Linked DNA regions of Siniperca chuatsi: region 2 is linked to region 1. A link is a contact called in public Hi-C data. All regions are on one chromosome and are shown on one strand. Each heading gives the region's core, a stretch centred on a gene start, on an enhancer-like site or on the middle of the called end of the contact. The rest is flanking DNA. Distances are from core to core; before and after follow the strand shown. Region 1 holds the start of LOC122872417 (glycerol-3-phosphate dehydrogenase [NAD(+)], cytoplasmic-like). Region 2 holds the start of acadl (long-chain specific acyl-CoA dehydrogenase, mitochondrial).

Region 1 (6,780 bases), core at 1,758-4,257:
GAATATAATTCACCAAGTTTATGTCTAAGGTCAATTTCCCTAGGTGACTGGTTATTACTACAAGAAAGGAGGCTTAACATGTTTTCATGGGCAATTAAGATCGATTTCATTCCATTTACACAAGGTATAAATTGCAGTCAAGCAAATTTCAGTTTGCTTTCAGTTACAGTTACAATGCATAGCTCTACCATAAGAACCATCTTGTCATTTTCAAATAAAATGTCCTACTTATCGCCCGACTATTTCCAACCACTGCTAAAATGGGGAGTTCTGTGATTTTAGCTCTCATGTATCTCAAGATCATTAAAATAGAATGTCAGCAGCATAGTAGTCTGTAGAGCAATATCTAGATCAATACTAGTGATTACTGTGCTTACACACAGGGTAAAACCTGATAGTTTTTTACATAAACATTAATATTTCACAGCTCTACAGATGTTTTCCCTGCCGCTGGCTTTGTTCGATTGCTCCTTTGGCACATGAGGAAAGAAAACTGAAGACTGTCCAGCTCACATCCGCTCTGTGGTGGAGTCACATTCGTTTGATTTAAATCACAATTATGTATATAAGATCTTTGCATATTTGTGTGCAAGAACATGAGTGAGGTGTGAGTGATCCTTGGAAAAAAAAAAATAAAAAAAATCAATGTGTACCTCTATCAATATGTGCTCATATGCACGTCAAGCACACCATCTTACCTTCCCCATGGCCTCTGTGTGGTGCTGTGTGCAGATCTGCAGTCTGCTCACCCAGTGCTGCCTCTCTTTGGCATCGGTGGCTGAGAGAGACACACACACACACAAAAGAAAAACAAGTAAGACAAGTTACTCTAGGATGATCTAACTCAGCATTGATTCCTGTGTGCTTCTGCCTCACCGACAGCAGATAATGGAAAACATCCAGATCAATATTGAATGAACCTGATGGATGGTGATGACAGTAGGCCTAGAGGTAAAAATGAAGCTTACAAGCTACCATAAGGTGAAAATCTCGGTTCCTGGGAGTGAAAGCTTCGAGAGGAGCACACAAACTTACTGTAAAGTGCTGAAACAACAAGCTAACGTGATGCGCTGTGGTCCGAGGGATGAACATAAGACCTAAATTAACTTACTGTAGACACACGACTGTTAAACATAAATTTAAAGAAGTCTCTGTGTGTATTTAGGTACCCACCCCTGAGCTTGTACTGCTCCCCGCTGATGGCGTTGACAGTGAAAGTATGCGAGTCCTCGTCGCTGGGTGAGATGACGGCCCCTGCTAGGGGGAGCATGCCTCGGGGCTTCTGGGGCCGCGACTGCTCATTGACGAAGTACTCCAGCAAGCCCGCTTCATTGTTTAAGACAAAGAACCTGAAAGCAACAGCCACCATGACAATGTCTGTCTCCCCTTCAAACCACCATGGCATTACTTGGATTGGATTATACTGGATTACAATAATGAACTTGGCTGAAAGTGGCTGGTGAATTCTGATAAGAGTCCTTGTTCTTACCCTTGACTAGGACACCATACATTTTAGGTTGGCATTATACTAAACACAGGTATAAAAACTCACCTGTATTGCCACCCTGTTACAAGGTTGGTGTATTTCATCAAGTAGCCATCAATATTCTCCATGTGGTCACTGGTATGAGAGGTTAAAAAGCAAAAGGAGACAAAGAACACTTGTAAACATACTTGGACTGAGTACACAACCATAAACACACAAAGGTGCATGCACAAATCAATCATAGAGCATTGCCTAGTGACAGACTTGCTTAAGGGCAGTATGATTAAACTGTTACCTGTCTGATTAGAAAGCAGATTTGAACCTAAGAGTAAATTGGTCAATTATTACAAAAACATGTTTATATCACAATTATGCTGCTGGTGACTCATTGGCTAGGTAAAAATAATACGCCTTAAATCAGTAAACTAGCTTAAATGCATGAGCGTTAGCAGGACAAACAGCCACCCACCTATACTGCCAGCTTTTGGCACTTGCTCTCCCCGAGCTTGTGGTCTTGTTTTGAGGAAATACATCCAGCTTGCCTTCGTTTTCCGTGATTCGTATAGCCGTGGTTTCCCCTTGCATAGTCACTAGCAACGAAACCTCCTTTAGACGCTAACTCAGCTTGCTAGCGTTAAGCTAACCTGTGAAGCTAGCTAAATCACCACAGATTTGATTAAGTGGACGAGCCTCCCTTATAATACAAAGTGAAGCTGTCGGTTCATCGCTTATCAAAACGCACCACACACCCAACAGACGCTGGACTGTTAACGGCTTAAATTAAATTAAATAATGGATGATAAAACATTGTCTATTCTGCTGATGGAGGGAGTAGCCAGATAGATTGTGCCTGCTAGCTCGCCTGATATTTACTGCTTTGGCAGGAAGACAGTCATGTGACTAGCTCACGAGCGCAGGCTTCCGTATTCGATTCATAATAGAAAAGTAAAATAAAATAAATAAATAAAATTGCCAGATACATCCACCAAACCTCCTTCTCCCGACAAAAGACAAAAAGAAATATATATTTACAGAGGGTAAAAGGTGAAATGGTTAAGGGAAGGGTTGAGCAAACCGGAAGTTGAGCAATTTTTGAAATTACATTCCTTTTTATTGTATCCTGATGGGTTACTGGTATTTTAGTTAATAAACAAACAAGTAAGCAAACAAATAAACAAATACAGATTTAAACATTTAAAATATATATTTTTTTACTTTTACTGATCTTTTCACATATGGCATATGGTCATTTAACTGCCACCATCCGTGTTTTCATATGTAATTAATGGGAGTGATTGGATTTCCGAAACTGAGCATAGTTTTGAAAAATAAACTTATATCTTGACCGGAACTTTCAGTGAGTACACACAAGCAATTTACTTACAAAAGTATTGTTTTTTTTTAATTGAACTGACAAGATTTAAGCTGAATAACGGATATATTACATTATTGCACTCTTCAATATGAACATTGTTTTGAAAAACATCTTGACCGGAAGTCTCATTAAATATACTGTCCGGCTTGACGTCGGTTGGTTACGATAAGACGGCGTGAGTGACTTCCCATATTTCCAATCAATACTTAATAATAAATGACCGGTAAAACGTCAATGCGCGCGTTATTAGGTTTTCCTTTCCTCTCTGTACACTCACTGTATCCATTCAGCTTTATAATGTAAACCCAGTAGTGAACCCTTAACCTTATAATAGCTACGTGTGAAAATCAAGTGATACAAATGTAACATTTGATTTAAGATGGCTGTGATACATGTAGGCTACTGTGTTATTATGTTAGTTCCACTTAAAAGCAAGAGGTGTAGCTATGTCGAGCGAGGGGAGGGGTGAATCGGTGGTAGGAATTTATAGGGCGTATGAGGAAGTTGAAACAGACGGGGGAAAACGAACAACAGGGTCTTCATTTAAGCCAAACACTAAGACTTAACCGCTTTCAAAATGCCCGGAAAGAAAGTCTGCATCGTCGGATCTGGAAACTGGTAAGTTTTCGTCCGTCTTTCAGGTGCATATTTTAGTTCAGTTAGATCAGTTTATAATAGCATTATGCACTCAACGTTTAACTGAACGCGCATTTTGTAATTTAGCAGATTTAGACTTACCCAGTATTTATCACTGCTCCTTCCTTTTGACAGCAGCCCTCATTTTACTGATCGTGAAGGATGAGGCTACATGCTGCAACATGTATATGATTTTATACCAGCTCAGATAAAGTCGTACTGAGTAATAATAACCTTTTGAATACTTTATGGAAGTTTTACCCAACATTACGCCATTATCTATAGTGAGGCTGTAGACTGCTTTCTCAATTTCCCTGCAAATTTAAGTTATTTCACCAGATTATAAAGCAAAATGCAAACAAATGCTTGGTTTGCAACCTGTTTGAGTTTCCCATGGTTCTGTCTGATTAATTAGAATCTGGATCTGAAGTGTTTTGCGGGGTCTTTGGGTGCTGTTTGGATTGGATGAGACTTTCTTTTTCCTCTTCTGAATGTTACTTTGACACTAATTGTCCTGCACATGTCCTTCACTCCCTCTAGGGGCTCTTCGATTGCCAAAATAATCGGGCGCAATGTCAAAGCATCCAACAGGTTCGACCCAATGGTGAACATGTGGGTTTATGAAGAAATGATTGATGGAAAGAAGCTATCAGAGATCATTAATACAGAGCACGAAAATGTCAAATATCTACCAGGTCACAAGCTGCCCAGGAATGTGGTAAGTGCTCCAATTTAGGGGAGTTCTTGTTTCAACTAGTTGTGCAGTTCATTGCCATCTTGAAACATGCCTTGATTGTACAGTGAGACATTACACTGATAAGATTGTCTTGTGTGTCGTCACGTTTATCTACCTGTGCTAGGTAACTGAGAGCACTATACGAGTTTCCTTGAGTCTTTCATGAGTCAGCTCACCTCAACTACATAACTACGTAGTGCAAAAGAAAAGAACCATTCAGTGGCAGAAAATAAAATAAATAGTGTTTCGAAATAATTACTGATTTGTTTATAATGATTCATTTATAATATACCTTGCATGTCTCTGCATTTTTTTTGTTGTTTAGTGGTGTATTTGTCACGTCCTCCATATGTAGACAAAATGTGGTCAAATTGAGATATTTCTTTATGAAGCTAAAATTGGGTTTTAGTTTGTGTTGAATTCCCCCCCCCCAGTGATCTCAAACATTAATGGTGACTCGGGTAGCAAGAGTAAAGGCTTATTTCTAAATCATTTCTGATTTTTCTGGCATTCTAATATTTTTTTGTGCATTTAGTTTTTTGTCATCGTTATGGATGTTTATTACCTGTATTTGCTGTAAAATGTGTTAATGATAATAATAATAATAATTGTGAAGAAAAAACTCAAGATGGTACATCTGACAGGGTTTATTCTGATACATAATACATTTAACCAAACTTTTTTTTTTTTAAATGGGGGGGAATCAGTGATAGAGACAGAAGAGCAATTTCTGCCCAAAAAGAAAGCTAAATAGACATATTTAAACTCAGCCCTGTTTGCAGACATGTTCCACATATTGGTACTCTATGATCTGACACTGTTTAAGGACTAACTTTGTTGCTGATGCCTCACTAGGTCGCTGTTCCAGACATCACAGAAGCTGTCAAAGGAGCGAAGATCCTCGTCTTTGTAATCCCACACCAGTTCATCGCCAAACTCTGCGATCAGATGAAACCTCACGTCGCGGAGGGAACCATCGGGATATCGCTCATCAAAGTAAGATCCTGTCATTGGACTCCATGTCAGATTTTATTTCAGCAAAAAGAGGAAACCAGGGAAATAGCGTCACCTGACCTTGCTTCATATTTTTCTGTGGCCACAGCATCACGGGACATTGTAGTTGAGCAATACACAGTCACCACAATGAAACATAAAGTATCCATTACCATTACCTCAAGGCCAGGCCTTAATATAGTACAGAAACTGTCTAATATTATTATTATTGTTATGTCATCCAGGGTATCGATGAGGGACCAGATGGACTAAAGCTCATCTCAGACATCATCCGAGAGAAACTAGAGATTGAGGTCAGTGTCCTAATGGGGGCCAACATCGCCAGCGAGGTGGCAGATGAGAAGTTCTGTGAAACCACCATCGGTTAGATACTGTTTTTTATTCCTGTCATTATTGTTATTTTAGCATTCAGCTGCACAAAAATGTACTGACGTTGCTTGCATGCAAGAGGGTGATTTAAGATTGAAAAGAGGATGCGATGTGGTGGTCAGACAGTTCTCTGTTTTATGAGCAGTGAGTGATGCTTTTCTTTTTTTAATAAATTGCATTCAATACAGGGGCAAGAAATGAGGCAAACGGCCATATTTTCAAAGAGCTGCTTCAGACTCCCAACTTTCGCATCACTGTCGTACAGGAAAGTGATACAGTGGAGCTGTGTGGAGCTCTAAAGGTAAAGTCAGCCACGTGTTATGAATATTAAGTAGTTATCCTCTAATTAATACATGAAGCTCCAAATTGCGAATCCTCTCTCAGTGTGTTAATCAAAAGGAAAATGTTGCATGGCAGAATATTGTGGCAGTAGGTGCTGGATTCTGCGACGGCCTTGGTTTTGGCGACAACACCAAGGCGGCGGTGATCAGGCTGGGTCTGATGGAAATGGTCGCCTTCGCCAAGTTGTTCCGCAAAGGCCAAGTGAGCTCCACCACTTTCCTGGAAAGCTGTGGCGTGGCCGACCTCATCACCACCTGCTACGGGGGACGAAACCGCAAAGTTGCAGAGGCCTTTGTCAGAACGTCCAAGGTGAGTCAGACAAGTTTCACTGTTAGTCTTTTAAACTTTTTGGAAGTTACTCCATTACATCACGAACTCCAGACACAAAAGAAACAGGGCCTCAGGGTTAGCTCTATATTTAACAAGTAACTCTTCTACTTTTTTTTTTTTTTTTTTACAATTTCAGAATACCTTGAATACTTAGAATTTATCGCCAGTCTTTTTTTTTTTTTACAATATTTTGTCCTGATTTCAGAATATTTGAAATTACTTAGTTACATCAGCTGTCTTGAATATATAATGTTGAGGTCATGCATTAAAAGTCTGACAGGTTGCATAGTATTCATTGTCTGCTTTTTACTGAACATGACTGACTACATGCTAAAGGGCTAAGCCAGAGCGCTGGAGCAAAACATCTAAAACTCGGTGTACTCCTTTAACGACAATATGAGGAAATAAGACCATATGATGATGAAATGAAGATATACAGAATATGTCGCCAAACAACATTACAACTGTTTCTGTATACCTTTTTCTCCAGTC
Region 2 (6,191 bases), core at 904-3,403, 140 kb before region 1:
CAAGGAGGGCAACGGCACAGTCATGGGCGCTGAGCTGCGTATCGTGCTGTCCACCCTGGGTGAGTCTCAAGTCATCTTCCCCAAATATAGAAGCACACAAATATAGTTTGCTTAGCACGCACAGTATGTGAGCATGTGTGCGCGAAATGGAGAGTGCGTTCCTGACATGGATACTTGTGCGTCCACAGGAGAGAAGATGACCGAGCCAGAGATTGAGGCCCTCATGGCCGGCCAGGAGGACGAGAACGGCAGTGTGCACTACGAGGGTAAGCTTTGATTTCCCAACATGCCTTCTCTCTTTTTTAATAAATATATTCTGTCAAATATTTGAACATATGGGTTTGTCTTCCTCCAGCTTTCGTCAAGCACATCATGTCTGTGTAAGAGGCCAGCAGTAGGAGTGCTGAAGAAACTGTAGCTCACCTACAGACAGCCCAACGGTGTTCAGGACATCTACACTGTGTCAAAGACCAACCAAGGAAAGACAAGGACTATGTACAAGGGATGTTGAAGCAAACCCATCTTGTTGTTTATTTTGTTTTCCTTTTGTCTCATACCCTCCTATCTCGGGACATCACCATCACCTCTCTATTGTAGACCCCTATCACTTGGCCTCTACTCCCCCCGGGGCGCATCTCCACTCGCCACATGGGGTGAGGAACGGGGGAGAAGGGGTGACCGCTCATCAAGTGAGGGTAGACCCCTCCCTTCCCACCGCCACCTCATTCAGTCACGCCATCACTGGCCCAGCAATGCCAAAGGTGCTGGAGAATGGTCGTGGATAGACCGCCAAAAGTCTCCCCCTTCCCTGAAAAGGTTTATTTATTGTCACTCTGTTCATTTCAGAATAAACTTTTCCAACGTACATCCCATCTGGGTTGATTGTTGATCTTTCATTGCCCACATACAGTTGTAGTATAGGGCAACAGTTCATTGTCTTAGATGTCAAAGTTAAAGTGAGACCAAGTAACTTTTGAGAGACAAACTAGCACATTCATTCATTTTACAAATGAAAAGTTGAATTCATAAGCATTAAATCAGAATCAGCTTCATTGGCCAAGTATGTGCACACGTACAAGGAATTTGACTCCGGTTTTAAGTTGCTCACCTTAAGTGTACACAGTGTGTGTACTTACACACCGTTCTGAGAACAATTTACAGGAAGACAGAAGTAGATATACAGCTAAAAATGAAGACAACAAAGATAGGTAAAAATAAACAGATAACTATTAATGTACATGTCGGTAGGCGAAAAAAACAGGTGTGTATATATATATATATATATATATATATATATATATAAGGACCACTGACCAACAACATACAATGTCTACTATATCTGAGTGTCAGATATATCCACAAATAACCAACAAACTGCAGGTTTTATGTGTCACTTACTGCTACACGTTTTTGCATCCTTGTGAAGCACAGACAACAAATCTAGGAAAGACAGTTTTGGTTTTAGTTTTGTTAAATTATACACTTTTTTCCACTATAACTTTAATTTACCTGAGGTCTTGTGGAGTAAATGCAAATGTCACGCACAAGACTCTCTAAGCCTGGGACAGACAGGTTCAAGGTTCTAACCTTTAGAGAGTCTGCCCCCTTGTGGACAGACTTTTATTATCCAGCACATCGTGTTACTTTTAAGAACAGTCGAGGTTGTGTTTAAACCATTTTCTGCCTCCACATACATTGTGAAATAAATACATGTATAAGGTAGTGAAAGTACCTTTTTTATATTATTATTTTACATTTTATTCTATAAAATTTTCTATACTATAGATCTGTATGTGCCAAAATAACAGAATACATGTAAATATCAAAACCTCTTATTTTAGCTTGATAAAATACAAATTAATTTCTGCACGAAAATATATATTATTTATTTTCATATGCTAATCTATTGACTTGTGTCTTTTATTCTCTCAGAAAAGACAGAGGAAATAATGTTGCTGACTTTTTTCATATATAACCCTATAGATTTTTGTTTAATATGGATATATGATTATTCTAATTTTACATGTTCTTTACTTACTTTAAAAACATAATTACCGATAGGCTACACGTGTTTCTGCAACAACGTTATTCCTACTAGCAGCAAGAGGTCTCACTCTGCTGCTGCTGTCATGGACGAAACCTTCTCCTAGAGTGCGAAAACAAATGGCTTCCTTCAAATTTTAACATTTTAAGTCTATTTCAACTAAATTACACACAGATGAAACTAAAAGCAGAACTTATAGTTATTCACTTTGCTACACAGAGCATGCTAACGGTTAAAACGTGCTTTTGCAACCCGGAGGAGGAGCCGGTGACTGACTACAAAGCGATCCGTCTTCAGATGGGATTCTCGCTCAGACGATCTTTGTCTTGTTTACTTGTATGTTCTTCCACGTCTTCTGCCGTTGATAGTTATAAAAAATGATCAAGACTTGTCTTTTTGGGCTGAGACATGTTTCCGGGCGAGGACGGGTGCTCTCTGCGGCTACTGCAAGGTGAAATATGGTCTAAATAACTGTAATGTTTGACTTTTTCAAGTAATATATCTTTTGAGATGAACACGTTTCAGTAATAGCTACGAGAAATATCTCTACATGCGGAATTCCTAAACATTGTTTCCTCATTCTCTTATACTATCTTTTCTCGATTGTAATCGACGTGCAGACTACAAGAGTGGCAGCAACCTTTGACACACTTCCTGATTGTGATAAGTAGCCTGTTACATAGATGGAGGTTTAATTTGAAAATCCAAACCAAAAGGCGGAAGTTGATTGCCCATTTGTAAAACAACAACAACAAAAGGAAAAGTTTATAATTTCTTTGTAGTAATATTCAATGTCAACATCTTAACATGTTAAGTTCGCTTTAGCTATTTTTTTAAACTATATTTTAATTTATTTTATTTTATATCTTTAACTTCTCAAGTTATTATTCTGGTACAGTTATGTGAAAATAAACGAATTGTTGGCCTCTTCATGTAGAGCTGAAACGATTAGTCGATTTCCAGGTTCGAGCTGTGAGGATCTTATATGATAATAAGCTGAATTTCTTTAGGTTTTTGACTGCTGATTGGACAAAATAAGACATTTGATGTCATTACACTGGGCTTTAGGAAGTTATAATAGTGACATTTCATGGACGAAACAGTTATTCGAGAAAATAATCGACAGACTAATCAATAATGAAAATAATAATTCGTTTCAGCCCTACTCTAATGCTTCTTAAAATTAATATCATACCTCCCATAATCCCCTGTTGCTTTACCAAAGTGAATTTATTTGTTATGGGATGCCAAATCAGCCACTTGCTGGCTTTCAAGAATTGTATGATTGGCTGAACTTCTGTAATTCCTCCCAGGCTACAGCACAGCACAGTACAGCCTGTCCCCTCGACCCGTCCAGAGACCTCCAGCGCCGAGACCATGATGGACATCGGGACCCGCCGGATCTTCAGCGAGGACCATGATCTCTTCAGACAAAGCGTCCGGCACTTCTTTCAAGAGGAAGTGGTTCCACATCACAAGGAGTAGGTGGATGAATGGGTGGATTTCTGAACGGGCCTACCGGGCACAGGCCCAGGGTCCTCAGGGGTCAGGGGGCCATGGCCTGTGTTTGAAGTGACTGTTAACATTTTTTGTTGCAGTCACATGACTACAAAGAGACACAAAATGACTACAGTGCATCTGGAAAGTATTCACAGCGCTTCACTTTTTCCACATTTTTATTGTGTTACAGCCTTATTCCAAAATGGATTCAATTGATTATTTTCCTCAAAATTCTACAAACAATACCCCATAATGACAACGTGAAAGAAGTTTGTTTGAAATCTTTGCAAATTTATTAAAAATAAAAATAAATCACATGTACATAAATATTCACAGCCTTTGTCACAACACTCAAAACTGAGCTCAGGTGCATCCTGTTTCCACTGATCATCCTTGAGATGTTTCTATAACTTGATTGGAGTCGACCTGTGGTAAATTCAGTTGATTGGACTTGATTTGGAAAGGCACACACCGGTCTATATAAAAGGTCCCACAGACAACAGTGCATGTCAGAGCACAAACCAAGCCATGAAGTCCAAGGAATTGTCTGTAGACCTCCGAGACAGGATTGTATCGAGGCACAGATCTGGGGAAGGATACAGAAACATTTCTGCAGCATTGAAGGTCCCAATGAGCACAGCGGCCTCCGTCATCTGTAAATGGAAGAAGTTTGGAGCCACCAGGACTCTTCCTAGAGCCGGCCGCCCGGCCAAACTGAGCGACCGGGGGAGAAGGGCCTTATTCAGGGAGGTGACCAAGAACCCGATGGTCACTGTGACAGAGCTCCAGCGTTTCTCTGTGGAGAGAGGAGAACCTTCCAGAAGAACAACCATCTCTGCAGCACTCCACCAATCAGGCCTGTATGGTAGAGTGGCCAGACGGAGGCCCCTCCTCAGTAAAAGGCACATGACAGCCCGCTTGGAGTTTGCCAAAAGGCACCTGAAGGACTCTCAGACCATGAGAAACTAAATTATTTGGTCTGATGAAACAAAGATTGAACTCTATGGCCTGAATGGCAAGCATCATGTCTGGAGGACACCAGGCACCGCTCATCACCTGGCCAATACCATCCCTACAGTGAAGCATGGTGGTGGCAGCAACAGGCTGTGGGGATGCTTTTCAGCGGCAGGAACTGGGAGACTAGTCAGGATCGAGGGGAAGATGAATGCAGCAATGTACAGAGACGTCCTTGATGAAAACCTGCTCCAGAGCGCCCTGGACCTCAGACTGAGGCAACGGTTCAACTTCCAACAGGACAACGACCCTAAGCACACAGCCAAGATAACAAAGGAGTGGCTACGGGACAACTCTGTGAATGTCCCTGAGTGGCCCAGCCAGAGCCCAGACTCGAACCCGGTTGAGCCTCTCTGGAGAGATCTGAACATGGCTGTGCACCGACGCTCGCTTCATTTTTATTTTTAATTTGCAAAGATTTCAAACAAACTTCTTTCATGTTGTCATTATGGGGTATTGTTTGTAGAATTTTTGAGGAAAATAATGAATTGAATCCATTTTGGAATAAGGCTGTCACATAACAAAATGAAGGAAAAAGTGGAGCACTGTGAATACGTTCGGGATGCACTGTACAAACAAACGTAAAACGACCCCAGAAAGACGTAAAATGATCGCAAAGAGACACACAACGATTTATTACTTAAACTTCATTTTCCTCGTCTCTCTTTTTACTTGTTCCAGGTGGGAGAAGGCGGGTGAGGTGAGCAGGGAGGTGTGGGAGAAGGCTGGCAAGCAAGGCCTGCTGGGAGTAATGATACCAGAGGAGCATGGTGGCATCGGAGGAGACCTGTTTTCTACTGTAGTCACGTGGGAGGAGCAGTGAGTTGTCATTAAGATTAAAAACACAATTAGTCTGAGATCAAACACCATCACTGACTGATTTTGTTTTTGCCCTCCAGAGCATATTCCAACTGCACAGGCCCGGGTTTCACCTTGCACTCTGACGTTATCATGCCCTACATCAGCAACTATGGTAGCAAGGAGCAGATTGAACGCTTCATCCCCGAGATGACTGCTGGGAAATGTATCAGTGCTATTGCCATGACAGAGCCAGGAGCAGGCAGGTCAGGACTCAATTCTTCAAAGACATCAGCATGCATAGCACTAATGTAGTGTAGCTTTGATGACCCGTCACCTTTTATCTTGTCAGTGATCTTCAAGGTGTGAGGACGTACGCCAAGAGGGATGGCAGCGACTGGATCCTCAATGGCAACAAGGTACTGAGTGACAAAAGCAGAAACCGGTTAGAACGGTCCTCCCCTGAATATCGTTACTTACATCCAACAGGGAGGGAGTATTCTTTCTTTTCACGTACACACCCCACATATACTAGAATTGAGTACTTTTTTTTATTAACAATAAATTGATCCCGGAGACTCGCTCTTGTGAATACCCAAGCATTGTCATATCTGACCATGTCCCACTTGTATTGGATTTATCATCTTCAACTTCAGTGCACTCTAGAGAGAACTGGCGCTTTGACTCGTTATTTTTATCGGATGTGAACTTAGGCTTTAAGTCTACCTATGAGGACAGGTCACTTTCTTTGCTGCTAATAAGAAAAAGAACAATATGAGGAAACAACTGGATGTCTCTAAACAGATTTTGCAAATAGCTTATTATAGACCAGGAA

What was found. Hi-C and Micro-C count contacts between places; a contact is called where the count stands out from the background.
Region 2: a contact with region 1 is called in a Hi-C map of skeletal muscle, with 2.5 times the contacts expected there. The contact joins the promoter of acadl here to the promoter of LOC122872417 in region 1. A contact is called at or near these places in 2 of 3 Hi-C or Micro-C datasets (skeletal muscle and an unstated tissue).

Annotation. Positions count from the first base shown.
Region 1 is chrLG24:5,935,149-5,941,928 of ASM2008510v1, reverse strand. It overlaps LOC122872417 (glycerol-3-phosphate dehydrogenase [NAD(+)], cytoplasmic-like), which reads left to right and starts at 3,007. Exons shown (of 8, transcript XM_044188629.1): 1 at 3,007-3,479; 2 at 4,038-4,215; 3 at 5,089-5,229; 4 at 5,472-5,610; 5 at 5,805-5,917; 6 at 6,034-6,267; 7 at 6,779-6,780. The coding sequence starts at 3,439. LOC122872415 (oxysterol-binding protein-related protein 11-like) reads right to left here and starts at 2,455. Exons shown (of 13, transcript XM_044188627.1): 1 at 1,956-2,455; 2 at 1,553-1,621; 3 at 1,174-1,349; 4 at 699-778. The coding sequence starts at 2,071.
Region 2 is chrLG24:6,079,330-6,085,520 of ASM2008510v1, reverse strand. acadl (long-chain specific acyl-CoA dehydrogenase, mitochondrial) reads left to right here and starts at 2,153. Exons shown (of 12, transcript XM_044187308.1): 1 at 2,153-2,495; 2 at 3,358-3,525; 3 at 5,240-5,377; 4 at 5,458-5,622; 5 at 5,709-5,775. The coding sequence starts at 2,422. mylz3 (myosin, light polypeptide 3, skeletal muscle) reads left to right here. Exons shown (of 6, transcript XM_044187164.1): 4 at 1-59; 5 at 189-266; 6 at 356-872. The coding sequence ends at 384.